Linked DNA regions of Sus scrofa: region 2 is linked to region 1. A link is a contact called in public Hi-C data. All regions are on one chromosome and are shown on one strand. Each heading gives the region's core, a stretch centred on a gene start, on an enhancer-like site or on the middle of the called end of the contact. The rest is flanking DNA. Distances are from core to core; before and after follow the strand shown.

Evidence for each region. A called contact is a pair of places that touch in the nucleus more often than the background predicts.
Region 2: a contact with region 1 is called in a Hi-C map of skeletal muscle, with 3 times the contacts expected there. The contact joins the enhancer-like site here to the promoter of DNM2 in region 1. A contact is called at or near these places in 10 of 47 Hi-C or Micro-C datasets (alveolar macrophages, embryonic fibroblasts, fetal heart ventricle and 3 more) and 2 of 2 datasets of contacts at active chromatin or transcription factors (alveolar macrophages and skeletal muscle).

Annotation. Positions count from the first base shown.
Region 1 is chr2:69,469,650-69,476,585 of Sscrofa11.1, reverse strand. DNM2 (dynamin-2) reads right to left here and starts at 2,573. Exons shown (of 20, transcript XM_021083818.1): 1 at 2,181-2,573. The coding sequence starts at 2,341. QTRT1 (queuine tRNA-ribosyltransferase catalytic subunit 1) reads right to left here. Exons shown (of 10, transcript XM_003123209.4): 6 at 6,135-6,273; 7 at 5,807-5,882; 8 at 5,580-5,689; 9 at 5,405-5,492; 10 at 5,099-5,315. The coding sequence ends at 5,163.
Region 2 is chr2:69,514,168-69,521,421 of Sscrofa11.1, reverse strand. DNM2 (dynamin-2) reads right to left here. Exons shown (of 20, transcript XM_021083818.1): 3 at 1,088-1,237. Among named protein-coding and RNA genes, the nearest start is that of MIR199A-2, 40 kb to the left of the region's middle. Within about 2 kb of position 4,716, at least 12 of the 83 cell types and tissues checked have an H3K27ac peak or open chromatin away from gene starts, as enhancers often do. A contact at or near this core is called in alveolar macrophages and skeletal muscle, where this site is marked.

The sequences.
Region 1 (6,936 bases), core at 1,324-3,823:
AATCTCATGGTTACTAGTCGGATTCGTTTCCGCTGCGCCACAACAGGAACTCCCCAGTGTCTAACTTTAGAGCACTTTCTTTTTTTTTTTTTTTCATTTTGGCTGCCCCGCAGCATATGGAGCTCCCAGGCCAGGGATTAGATCCGAGCTGCAGTGGAGACCTAAGCTGCAGCTGCAGCTATGCCAGAGCCTTTAACACACTGTGCCAGGTGGGGGATTGAACCCTTGTCCCATTGCTCCTAAGATGCCACCAATTCCACTGCGTCAGAGTGGGAGCTCCTAGAGCACTTTAATTCTAACTAGCTTTTGTTGTCAATATGAAAGGAATCAGCCTGGTGAATAATAACTCCATTCATACAGACCTACTGTGTGCCAGGCACCATGCTAAGTAAGCACTTTCAACACATCATGTAACTGCATCCTCGCAACTGTCTTGTTGAGGGTCCATCACCCCATTTTTAGGAGGGGCAGCTGAGGCTCAGAGAGGTAAAACAATCTGTGCAAGATCACAAGGCAAATGAAATGGACAGAGCTTTGCGGATGCCCACTGGAAGCCTGGGCAGGCCAGGCAGGAAGATGGCCAAGCAGGGGGCCCATAGCCCAGCCCAAGGCTCAGCCCAGGCCTGGTTGATCCCAAGTCCACGCCTTTCCGCCACAGTAGACAGAAGGCAGTTCGCCAGAGACAAAGCAGCAAAGGAGGAAATTCACGCTGCTGGGAGCAAAACCCCCAGGCCTCTGGGAAGGCAGGAGCAAAGCTGGGCTCCACTGAGCTCCTCCTGCCTGGTGGTCTTGGGTAAACAGGCTGTCTTCTGAGTGGAACAAGAAAGAACTTGGCTTGGGGCCTGTAGGATGAACGTTACCTCTTAACACTGATAACAACAATAATCACGATAATAATGACTATGATATTATCATTTGGCAGCCCCAGTCACAAATGGAGTCCTTCCTAGACAAATAGAGAAGTGGCCACCCATCTGGGAGGCAGAAGGGCAAGAAGTGGGGGAAGGGAGAGAGAAGAACCTAATTACATCCATTAGCTTCCTGAATCCTAGGAAACAGCCCACAGAATGGAATATGTCCACAGGACAGAGAGCCAAACTGAGACTTCTCAGAACTATCCAAAAAAGGCTGTATTCCAGATCTTGCCTGATCAGGTAAGAAGTTCCTTCCCAGGATCCAGGAAGGGCCCCCCACATTTGCAGGCTTTAGCTTGGGGGGCTGGCCCCTATGTTCTAGGGCCATGGAGGTACCCTGACATGGACCAGGAAAGAGTCCTGGAGAAAGATTCCCCCGAGGGTTCTACTTCCAATTGAGAGGAGTTCCAGTCTCACCCTTCAGCTCCCTTTCTCTCTGCATCCTCCACCACCCCCTGCCACAGTGGTGGGGTCAGACAGTCAGTCCGCTATGGCACAAACAGGCAGATTAGGAGAAGGTCAGATAGTAGGACAGACAGACAAAGGTTCCACTTGGAAAAGAGGAGCCAGCGTTCACCAGGCACTAAGCTTTAGAGTCAGCCCAGGAGAGCCAGGCAACAGGGTCCCCAAGGGTCAGCCAGCCAGTCAGACAGCAGAGGCCAGCTGGAGGTAACCCAAGAGAGGAAGAGATAAGTGTTAAAGTCTGTGAAGTGCACGGATGGGCAGCCGGACAGGACAGGTCATCCTAGATAGCTGGCCAGGCAGCAGGGGGCTGCTCTGCGGTACTGGACAGATGGACAGCCAAATGGTGGTGGTGGCAGAAGCCTATCCAGGACAGAGAGACAGCCAACGAGACGGCAGGAACTGCTCCAGATAAATGAACAGCCAGTCAGACCGCAGGGGTCGGCCCAATGGATATCTAAGTGACAGGTTTCGGACAGACAGGGAAGGGGAACCTGCCCCTGACACACAGGCAACCATATGGTAGAATTCACCCACTATAGCTGAGGACCAGAGAATCGGCAGAAATCCACCGCACCTTCTGGCCCTCGCCCATGAGATACCCCTTTAGCCTGGGCCGGCTCCCCACCTCCTGCAAGGAGCCCTCCGCCCAGGGCGTCCCACAGGGCCCGCCTCCCTGTCCCCGTCCCCGTCGCGGGCACGCAAGCGCCGCAGTTACGCCGGCGGCGCAGGGCGCGCCATTCCCGGTCCGCCCTCCGCGCCCTAGGCCGCCGCCCGCCCGCCGTCGCCGCCACGCTCGCTCACCGGCCCACGAAGTTCTCGAGCACTGAGCTCTTGCCGGCGCTCTGGCCGCCCACCACGGCAATCTGCGGCAGGTCCAGGTGGCAGCTCTGGCCGATGGAGCTGAAGGCATCCTGCAGCTTGTTGACCAGCGGGATCAGTTCTTCCATCCCGCGGTTGCCCATGGCGCCGGTGGCCCCGGCCCGAGCGCCCCGCGCTCCCCACCCGCCCCTGCCTTCAACGACGCGGCCCCGCGGCGTCCACGGCCGTTGCTCCCCGTCCGCCCGGGCCTCGGCGCGACGCCCGCTCCCGGCTCGGCCTCACGGTCGCCGCCTCATCCGGTTCTCAGGCGACACCCGACCCAAGCGACCTCCCGCCCGGGGCCCTGGGGCTGCGCCCAAAGCCCTCGCCCCACCCCCGGTTGGTCAGCCGCGCTGTCGCTCGTGCACCCAAGCCAGTGAAAGGGAGGCACGGACCTACAGCTGAATGAACCTTCCCCCCCGGGGACTTTCTCTCAGTCTCATTGGACGCGAGAACTGTCGCTATTGTAGAACAGCCAATAGCAGCGTGAAGCGAGTTGTTCAGGCCGGGAGGCGGTGTTTCGGAAAAAGGCATGTTAGCCCCGCCCATTGGGGGAGTTCCCGGATGGCAGGCCCATCCGCCAGTTTTATTGGCAGGGAGACCGGCCAGTCAACAAAATTGGCCAGTGATATTAAGGATCGATTCTTAAACACAGATCTGTCACTCGACTCTACCTAGTTCCCTAAAAATTTCCCATTGGTTTATATAAATATCACTCCGTTCCGTCAGCCAACAAATCAAGAGGGTGGGATTTAACCTCGAATCTTGACGCTAATTGGACGATGTATCTGTCCATCAAAGAATCACAAGCGCTTACTTGTGATTGTCGTAGGTCGGCTAGTCTTCTGAAGCAAAGAGTAGACCCAAAGTACTCGCCAACGTGCGCCACCTTGTGGACCCAGTGGTGATGGTCACGCCTGAGTTCCTCGGCTCTTAAAAAAAACTACAAGTCCCAGAATGCGTCTTGGCCGTGAGCTCACAAATCAGCTCCTTGCGCGGGGACCCAGTGCACTTTGAAGGTGAGAATCAGGCGATTAGTGGTTCCTAGGGAGAAGCAGGCTAGCTCGGCCTCGCTAGCTCCCACGCCTCCAGACCCTGGCGAATGCTGTGTCCTCCCGTAGGAATACCGTCTGATGACGCCTGTGTTGATGCAGCTGACGCTCCAACGTCGTTCCTCTGATTCTTCAACTTTAGCACATCTTGGATCTTTTTGAGTACTCAATGAAACTCAACGGAACTTCTCCCCAGAAAGTTCTCCCCTATTATTTTGCAGGCAACGCTGGGGATTCTGGGAACTGGGACTCTTGACCACTTGGAAGAGGCGGGGGAGTTCCGGCTGTGATACAGCGGGTTAAGGATCTGGCTTTGTCTCTGTGGCAGCGAGGGTTCGGTCCCTCAGCCGGCGCAGTGGGTTTAAATTCTGACGCTGTGGCAACTATGACGCTGTCGCTGGGATTCGATCCCTGGCCCGAGAATTTCCATGTGCTGACGGTGCAGCCAAAAAAAAAAGGAAGCCGGGAATAGATGGACTGACTTTAACAGAAGTGATCTGATTCCTCTGGACAAAGATAGGCCAGAGGCAGCCCAATAAGGAGCCAGGAGCAAAGGAGGTGGGGAAGTGGGCTGAGGGGGCAGGGCAGTAACAGGGGAAAGAAGAAAAAATGAGTAAGAGGATGGCAGAGTGGCCAAAGTTACAGGCCTGCTCCCTGACCCAAGACCCAGGTCTCAGAGACAGGCAAAAAGATGGCCCAAAATGATTGGCACTGCAGCCTTGACTATGATGGCAGAAACCTGGAAACATCCTAACTGCCCATCCATGGAGCTCATGAAATAAATACTATGTAGCAGCTATAAAAAAAGGATTGAGGAAGTTTTCATGTAGTGACATATAAACAATTTGAGCTACACTGAGAAAAGGAAGAAAAGCAAGGTACAGAACTGCATGTAAAGGATGGCAACATTCACGAAAATAATGTACAGGTGGAAAATTTCTGGAAGAATACACAAACTGATAAATGTAGTTGAATTCTTTATGATATTTAAATTGTAGATGCTATAAATGTGCTACTTTTTTTTACTTAAACCTTATCTTCAGAAGTTCCCTGATGGCCTAGTTGTTACGGACTCAGTATTGTCACTGCTGTGGCTTGGGTTACTGCTGCAACTTGAGTTAGATCTCTGGCCCAGGAAATTCCGCATGCTGTGGGTACAGCCAAAAAAAAAAAAAAAAAAAAAAAAAAAAAAAATTGCAATAAATAAATAAATAACCTTACCTTCTAAGAGCTCTGTAACTGGCCATATCTGGACTAGATCCTAGGTCTATTTATTTGCTGGGTAGTAATGACCAAGTGACTCAATTTTTCTGAACCTCAGTTTCCTCATCTGTAAAATGAATTAAATACACTTGACAACCACCGAGAACAGTGCCAGGCTCAGTCTAAGTGCCTGCTAGATCACACTTACTATCACTGCTGTGTTTACTGACAATGAGATGAAGCCACAGGTCTGAAGAGTCAAGGCAAAGAGCCTTCTCCCTTTCTGGACTTCCCCCTCTCTGGACCTGTTTCCTCACCTATAAAAAGGAAGAGAATAGGAGTTCCCTGGTAGCTCAGAGGGTTGAGGATCCAGCACTGTAACTCCAGTGGCTCTGATGACTGCTGTGGCACAAGTTCCATCCCTGACCTGGGAAACTCCCTCATGCTGCACTTTCCTACATACAGGACTTCTGGATACCAGCTGCTGCTATGGATACTTGTTATTATCATCAATGGCGGGATGGGGGTACATGGGCCCCAGTGACACTCAGATAAGGAAGGGGACCAAGACAGGCCACCTCCCCAAGAAGACACAGACACACTCTGTTATAATAAAAAGCACCACATACTTCAATATCTTCCATCCCCTCCCTCCTTCTCCCAAGTGGGGTCAACTCAGGGTGATTCCCACAGAGGCCAGGGCTTCAGTGGCCCAGGTGGGACAGAGGGTGGGGTCCCCATACATGGTCCGCATGAAGTCCCGCACGAAGTCAGGGAAGCGCTTCTCTACGATGCTGGTGCGTACAGCACTCATTAGCCGCAGCTGCAGGGCAGGGGTGTCAGCATCAGCCACCAGCACAGGGGAGGCTCCCATCCCCCACCTTGCCTCAGCCATCCCAGCCACAGGCCCACCTGATAGGCAATGTTGTGGACAGTGAGGTGGTGCAAGGCGGCCGTGTTGTCACTATGGAGCAGCGTGTGCAGGAAAGCCCGGCTGTGCCTGGGGGTCAGGAGGTGAGGGCTCAGCAGAGCCAGGTCCGGCCCCCTCCCTGCCCTTCCCCAGCCTCCAGCCTCCGACCTCCCCTACTTCTGGCAGGTGGGACAGGCACACTCTGGGTCTATGGGGCGGAAGTCTTTCTCATACTGCTTCTTCTTCAGCTGCAGGTTCCCCGTGGGCACCAGGGCGGAGCCAAAGCGCTGGGGGATGGACAGAGGGGAGGGGAAGGCTGTCAACCAGGTTGTCCCCCGACGCACCTAACCCCCACCTTGGCTCCCCCAATCCCTCGCTGGCCTTTCCCCTGCCAAGGGCCTCACCGCCGTCCGTGTGGGGAAGACGCAGTCGAACATGTCGCATCCGAGAGCCACGCAGACCACCAGATCGGTGGCATAGCTAGGGGTGGGGCCGTGGGGGAGGGGAGCAGAGAACCTCAAGCCCTGGTCACACACCCCAAACCCCGACACCCAACCCTCACACTCCCCGCCCCCCAGACCGGCACCCTCAGAACCATCCCTAGCAGAGAGCCATGTCCTCCTAGGTCCCCTCCTGGGCAGGGCAGGGTCCTCCCCACCAGTTCCCCAGAGGCAGGGGTCACCAGGTACCCACTTCCCATAGGCAGGGCTGTCTCCCCTCCCCTCCACATACCCGACCCCCATCAGGTATCGGGGCTTGTCCTTGGGCAGCCTTGAGGTGCTCAGTGCCACCATCCTCCAGAACTGGCTCTTGCTCTCGCCCCCACTCAGGCCCCCGATGGCAAAGCCTGGCACGTCCCTCTTGGTCATTTCTGAGGGTAGAGGGGCAAGATCAGGGGTGACCAGGCAAAAGGAGATAGACCTCAGCCCCCTCCTCTTCTTCCGCCTTGCCCTGAGAGCAGACCCTGCCCTCCCCTCCACAGGCCCTCAGAAAATGTAAGAAAGAGTGAGCGAGCGAGAGAGAGAGAGAGAGAGAGAGAGAGAGAGAGAGAGAGTGTGGGAGCTGCTAGTGATCTTAGCTACAGCTTTATCTGTGAAAGCTCCAGGGGCAAGGGGTGGAACACAGCCATAGCAGCGACTGGAGCTGCTGCAATAACAACACCAGGTCCCTAACCCGCTGCATCACAAGGGAAGTCCTCAGCTACCGCTTATTGAGTGCCCGCTGCATGTAAGAGCCTCTCCTTCAAACCTCAGGAGAGGAGTTCCCACCATGGCGTGGTGGTTAACGAATCTGACTAGGAACCATGAGGTTGTGGGTTCGATCTCTGACCTTGCTCAGTGGGTTAAAGGATCCAGCAATGCCATAAGCTGTGGTGTAGGTCGCAGACATGGCTCGGATCCCACATTGCTGTGGCTCTGGCTACAGCTCCGATTGGACCCCTAGCCTGGGAACCTCCATATGCCATGGGAGTGGCCCAAGAAATGGCAAAAAGACAAAAAAAAAAAAACCAAAAAAACCACCTCAGGAGAAGCCC
Region 2 (7,254 bases), core at 3,467-5,966, 43 kb before region 1:
CAAAAATAAATAAATTTAGGAAGTTCCCGTTACGGCGCACAGGAAATGAATCCAACTAGTATCCATGAGCATGTGGGTTCGATCCCTGGCCTCGCTCAGTGGGTCGGCAATCCGGCATTGCTATGAGTTGTAGTGTAGGTCTCAGATGAGGTTTAGCTCCTCCGTTGCTGTTGCTGTGGCCTTGGCCGGCAGCTATAGCTCTGATTCAACCCCTAACCTGGGAACTTCCATATGCCGCGGGTACGGCTCTAAAAAGAAAAGAAATAAAAATAAATAAACAAATTTAAAAACTCATCACAAAGAACCCATACATACTGAGGTGTTAAGGGTCGGCTGGAATATTCACCAAATACCATCTAAGTTGGCAATCCATGCTGCTGGGCCATATACATTTATACAGCTTATTCTGTTTAAATGATGCAGTTTTAAAATCAGGACTTTTCTGGCTTTCTGGCTCCTCTCCAGGAACCAAAAGACTGGCTGCCTTGGGCTGGTATCACTGTGTGGCCACCATTCATCTGGAACCAGAGCCACCGCTGCGCCTTTAAAATGAACATATAGGAGTTCCCGTCGTGGCGCAGTGGTTAACGAATCCGACTAGGAACCATGAGGTTGCGGGTTCGATCCCTGCCCTTGCTCAGTGGGTTAACGATCCGGCGTTGCCGTGAGCTGTGGTGTAGGTTGCAGATGCGGCTCGGATCCTGCGTTGCTGTGGCTCTGGCGTAGGCTGGTGGCTACAGCTCCGATTGGACCCCTAGCCTGGGAACCTCCATATGCCGCGGGAGCGGCCCAAGAAATAGCAAAAAGACAAAAAAAAAAAAAAAAATAAATAAATAAAAAAAAAATAAAATAAAATGAACATATAGCCGCAATTCGCCCCACTCCTGACAGTCTCCCTGGCATGCTGTTTTTCTTAGAGCTGAGATGGATTTCTCGGTGCCATGTTCATATCGGACAGAAGCGGGAGGACGAAGATCAGAGGGCTATGTGCATGTGAAGAAGAATGGGAAGGGGCATATTTTTTGTGAGAGCCTGACCCGACCCAGCTTTCCCCTGCCCCGTACGTGAGGGGTACCTTGCTACCTACCGTGTGGTGAGTAGACCCGCAAGTTGATGGGCACTGGGGAGATGCCTTTATTGGTCCCCGTGACCCTGTCGGTCTCCGCTTCGATCTCCTGTCGGACTTCTTCAAAGTCTGTAAACTTTTTGGACTTGCAGTGTAAAAACTCAGCATATTCTGCAAAGGGAGGAAAGATGCTCAAAATGAGAAAGAGAAGGGCTCTTGCTGTGGATGGGGAGCAGATGGCCTTCTGGGACAGGTGCCTTGTCAAGCAGAGGAAGTTTAATCAGTCACAGGTGCTCTAGAAATTTGGGGAGCAACAGATTCATCTTCTTGACAAGTATTTGAGGGGAGCTAACCCACTGATCCAGTCCTCTTCTAGACCTGGGGGATTCCACAAGGTATAAAACTGGCAAAAATTCTGACTCTGTGAAATGGACACCCTCACAAAGCATTTGTACAGGTCATGACATATTATGAGTTTAAAAAAAAAAAAAAACCGGGAGTTCCCGTCGTGGCACAGTGGTTAACGAATCCGACTAGGAACCATGAGGTCGCGGGTTCGGTTCCTGCCCTTGCTCAGTGGGTTAACGATCCGGCGTTGCCGTGAGCTGTGGTGTAGGTTGCAGACGCGGCTCGGATCCCGCGTTGCTGTGGCTCTGGCGTAGGACAGTGGCTACAGCTCCGATTCAACCCCTAGCCTGGGAACCTCCATATGCCGCGGAAGCGGCCCAAGAGATAGCAACAACAACAACAACAACAACAAAAAAAGACAAAAGACAAAAAAAAAAAAAAAAAAAAAAAACCGGAGTTCCCATTGTGGCGCAGTGGTTAACGAATCCGACTAGGAACCATGAGGTTGCGGGTTCAGTCCCTGCCCTTGCTCAGTGGGTTAGCAATCTGGCGTTGCCGTGAGCTGTGGTGTAGGTTGCAGACGCGGCTCAGATCCTGCGTTGCTGTGGCTCTGGCGTAGGCCAGTGGCTACAGCTCCGATTAGACCCCTAGCCTGGGAACCTCCATATGCCGCGGGAGCGGCCCAAGAGATAGCAACAACAACAACAATAACAAAAAAAAAAAAAAAAAAAAAAAACCCCCAAAACCCATGGAGTTTATGGCACAGAGAGTTAAGTATCCAGCACAATCACTGCTATGGTGTGGGTTTGACCCCTGGCCTAGGAACTTTCACATGCCTTGGGCAAGACAATCAAAACAAAACAAACAAACCCAAACCAAAAAGCAATAATCAACAGGTGTGTGACCAGCCCCCCTTCCCTTTTTTGATGAACAGGATACAGAGGCAAATATCAGCATGCATCACTACACCATCAGCATGTGGTGGTGTTTTTTTTTTTTTGTCTTTTTGCTATTTCTTGGGCCACCCCCTCGGCATATGGAGGTTCCCAGGCTAGGGGTCTAATTGGAGCTGTAGCCACCGGCCTACGCCAGAGCCACAGCAACTGAGGGATCCGAGCCGCGTCTGCAACCTACACCACAGCTCACGGCAACGCCGGATCGTTAATCCACTGAGCAAGGGCAGGGACCGAACCCGCAACCTCATGGTTCCTAGTCGGATTCGTTAACCACTGTGCCACGACGGGAACTTCAGTGATGTATTATTGATAAAGATTCTGCTTTGGTGTTTTGTTTTGATTTGGCTGCACCCGAGGCATGTGGAAGTTCTCAGGCCAGGGACTGAAGCCGTGCTGCAGCAGTTACCCAAGCCACAGCAGTGACAACACCAAATCCGTAACCATTAGACCACCAGGGAACTGCCTGCTTTTCTGTTGTACGTGAAATCTTCCTGGGTGGTAATGTATAATCTCCCTCCCTGTGGATCACAATCAAAAGAGGCACAAGTCACTGCCCTAGTGGGCCTGTGAGTTGCCAGCACCCTCTAGCCCAGTGAGATCCCTGGCACTTGTCTATGGGACTCCTTATCCTCCTTCCACAAGGCACCTGCACGGGATGGGGAACAGGAACCACTGCTGGCCTCACCAAAGTCCATCTTGCTGTCCCTCTCCCCGTCCTGGCTATTCATGGGGCGGCCCACATACATGTGAACCCCTAAGGAGAAATGCTTTCTGGCCTCTCGTAGCCCGGGGTGACTCGAAGCCACTGTTATTGACACTGAGATCAAAGGAAATAAGAAACTAATGATTATGCTGGTCGTGTCATTAAGCTTGAGAAACCCAAAGCACAGATATGGATAAAGCAGGAAGAAAAAAATGCTCATCATGGGAGGTAGGTGCTGAGTCTATAGATGTACACTGTATAATTCCTCGACTTGACTTTTCTTTTTTCTGGCTTTTTGTCTTTTTTAGGGCTGCACCCACAGCACATGGAGGTTTCCAGGGTAGGGGTCTAATTGGAGCTGTTGATGCCAGCCTACGCCAGAGCCACAGCAACGAGGGACCCGAGTCATGTCTGTGAACTACACCACAGCTCACGGCAATGCTGGATCCTTAACCCACTGAGCAAGGCCAGAGGTGGAACCCACAAACTCATGATTCCTAATCTGATTTGTTTCCACTGCGCTACAACAGGAACTCCTCATCTTTTTCACATACCTGAATTTTCATAGTAAATGTTGGGGAGAGGGGACCTTCTAGACCCAGAGCTCATGGCTCTTGTAGCGATCCTAAAAAAAGGGAAGTAAGTCTTGCTGGCAAACAGCCTAAAGAACTGGTCCAGGAGTTCCTGTCATGGTGCAGCGGAAATAAATCTGACTAGGAACCATGAGGTTGCAGGTCCGTCCCCTGGCATCGCACAGTGGCTAAGGATCTGTCTGGTATTGCCGTGAGCTGTGGTGTAAGTCACAGATGAAGCCCAGATCCTGCAATGCTGTGACTGTGGCGTAGGCCGGCAGCTGTAGCTCCAATTAGACCCCTAGCTTGGGAACCTCCATATGCTACAGGTCTGGCCCTAAAAAGCAAAAAAAAAGAGAACTGGTCCATGGCACAGATGCAGAGATGTCCACTGAGGTGCTATTTCTAAGTGTAAAAAGCTGGAAATAGCCTTGATGCCCAGCAGGAGGAGACCTGGCTACATAAATCACAGCACAGACACACCATCAGCTGCCTCAGAAGAAAAGATAGAGAAAGAGCCCTTGGATAGAGAAAGGCCAGGCCAGGCTAGAATCTCTATCCAGGGGTGTTAACACAGCAGAAAGAAATGAATGCTAGGAGGTTTGCCATCCCACCACTATAACCTACCAAACTAAGACCAACATTCAGCCCTTGCTCCCTCTGGCCAAGCCCTGCATGTGGTCCCATTTGTGCCTCCTGAGTCAGCACCTTAGTAGGTAGGCATCTCCAGAATGCCCACATCACAGATGAGGAAACTGAGGTCAGAGAGGTGAAGCGACCTGGCTCGAGGTCAGTGGTGGAGCTGGGATTTGGAGTCCGGATAATCGGTCTCCAGGTAGTGGCTCTCAAGTTACATGGCCTTTGTGAGGCCATGGGCAGGCTCTTCACCTCTCTGACCTCTGCTGAAGGGGTCAGGGGGACTATGTGGGCTCAGATCACTGAGGATCTTGTCCAACATGGGCACTGGCCACTCAGGAGCAGAACAATGAGGATACTGCCTGGAGGATGCAGATCAACCACTCCACCCCCATCAGCTGACCTAGTTCCTAAGGACAGTCACCCTGCTCCAACCCTCCAAAAGGACAAGAGGAAATACCCGGCTGCTCTTCCTGCAGCAGACACCAAAAATGGAACACTCCTCCACCCCCACAGCAAACCTCAGTTCTCTTCTGGCTCAAGGCCCTGGGCTCGGCCTGTGCAAGATACCATCCCCCTTCCAGGAGTGCTGGGGAATGTAGAATGGGAAATGGGCTGGGGACCAGGACACAGGCCGGTCCTCTGCAAATCTCTGCCCTGCCAGGTCTGGTGCCTGGAAGGCCTGGCCCCATCTCCTCCTCCTCCAGGGCCAGACTGCCTATTGCCTCTTCCAGGGAGCCTTCCCTGACTTCACACCATCCAGCATCTTGGGCCTCCTCTCCTGTCAGAGCCAAGTTACCCTGGACTGTGTTTAAGGAACCAGGACCTGGCAGATGCGGCCTCCCAGAGCCCAGTGTGTGCTGGCAGCCTTTCCTTCTGCCAACCCCTTTGTGTGAGGGATATAGAGGAGACAGTGCTAGAAAGCCACAACTTCTTCCCCAGAATGTTGGGGGATAGCAGAAACACACCCTCTGTGTTCAGCGGAAGGTCCAGAAGCCAGCCAGGCCCATCCCTCACAGCCTACATTCTTATTTTGGCCTGCACTTGCAGCATGAAGAAGTTCTCAGGCCAGGGCTCGAACCTGTGCCATGGCAACAAACCAAGCCACTGCTGTGATGACCCTGGATCCTTAACCCGCTGTACCACAAATGAACCCCCAGCCTGCCTTCTCTACTGGGCTCCTCATCATTTTAGAACCATGTGCTAAATTCCCAGGTCATGCCAAGGTGAGAGAGATTCTGCCAACATGGCTTCCACGACCCTCTTAAAGCCAGACTTCGGTCTCCCCTCCTTGAAACCCTCCACAGCTCCCACCTCACCCCAGTCAAAGCCAAAGTCTTCACTACATGCCGCAGGGCCCTAGAGAATTTCCTTTCCCCACAACTCTGACCTCAACTCACTCCTTCCAACCACACCGGCTTCCCGGGTTTCTTGCACCCCAAGCCCCTGACTCCTGCCTCAGGGCCTTTGCACTGGCTCTTCTCTGCCTAGCACACACCCTCGTGGGCCCCTCCCTCTCCTCCTTCAGGTTTCTACTGGAGCAGTACCTTCTCCTTCTCTATGAGGTCTGCCCTGACGCCCAGGTGAGATGACAAACCTCCTCAGTCTCTTTCCCGCTTTCAATCCTTAGGATCCTCCGAGTGCTCATCACCTTCTAACATGGTTTACCTTGTCAGCCTGTGTAGCTTCTCTGATCCCCATTAAAGGTCCACCCCATGGGGCAGGAATCTGCATCTGTGTTGTTCTGTATCCCAGGGACACAGTACTCTGCACACCCAGGAGGGGCTCTGTAACAATGTATGCGACGGAAATGACTCTGCTGGAAAAGCAAAACGCCCTGCTTCAGATTCTGTGAGGTGATCTAGTACCCCCACCCTACCCCTGCCCCCAAGCTGGATATACAGGAGGCAGGACAGGGTCAGGGTCAGGCGGGGCCATCTGCTGTATTCCCTGCCCTCTCTCCTTTCCAAAGCACCTCTCAATGACACAGACCCAGAACAGAGCTGAGCTCCTGGTCTGATGGGGAGGATGGACATGGCACAAGCATGTCACAGCACGTGCCAGAGTAGCTCAGAAAAGAGACCCAACATACCAGAAACTTGGGGTGGGGTGGGGGTGGGAGCTCGTGGAGGGGTGGCTTGCCCAACTCAGCCGCAACTTACCCCAAGATCATGGAGGTGGGCAAGGGTACAGGTGGACCCATGCCAGCACAATCTCTGTCAAGTGGCAACCTTTTCCCATGCCCTGAAGATGATCTCTGGACTCAGGCGGGGCGGGGGGATCCCCACTGGCCAGGCTCTCCCTCTGTGCCTGTTTCCCCATCAGGAAAATGAAAATATGAGAAATGGGCAGAGCGTTCAGCCTGGGGCTCTACAACCCTGAAAATGCTCAAATGTGGGAGATGATTTTTTAATGACGCACTGTCTCTTTAAGTCAGAGGCCTTGAGGCTGAGCCTGCAGCACCTGGAGAGTGCTCTCTCAGCTGGTCCCTAGCAGCCTAGGCTAAGCAACTTCGGACTCTGCCTGTCCTGAGACTGCCTTGTCCCCAGAGCAGCTGTAGCGTCTTCAAACCTTCCCTTCCTCAGATAACAGAGCCAGTCCTCCAGTTCCCAGCTCCTGGCACAGCATTTTGACGGCCGCAAGGGCACGCCACCACAGCCCTGATGTGGGCTTTCATGGGAGGAGGGCCAGCTATGTGTGATCAGGCCCCCGGGCTCCGAGGGACCAGCACAGCAAGAAGCAAGGAGTAAAGTGGGCCCTTGGCCAGGAGTCACACTGCCAACTGTGCCTCAGTTTTCCCACAATGAAACAGGACAGCACAGAACCCAGTGCTGCTGGGGTGGTATGAAGAAACAATCAAATTCCACGGTGTGGGGCCCACAGAGAATGCATCTCACCTGTGTCCTGTGGTGCCAGCGAATGCACCTGTCATTTTTTTCTAGAATGAGGTTCTGCCCTCAGCCCAGCACTTGT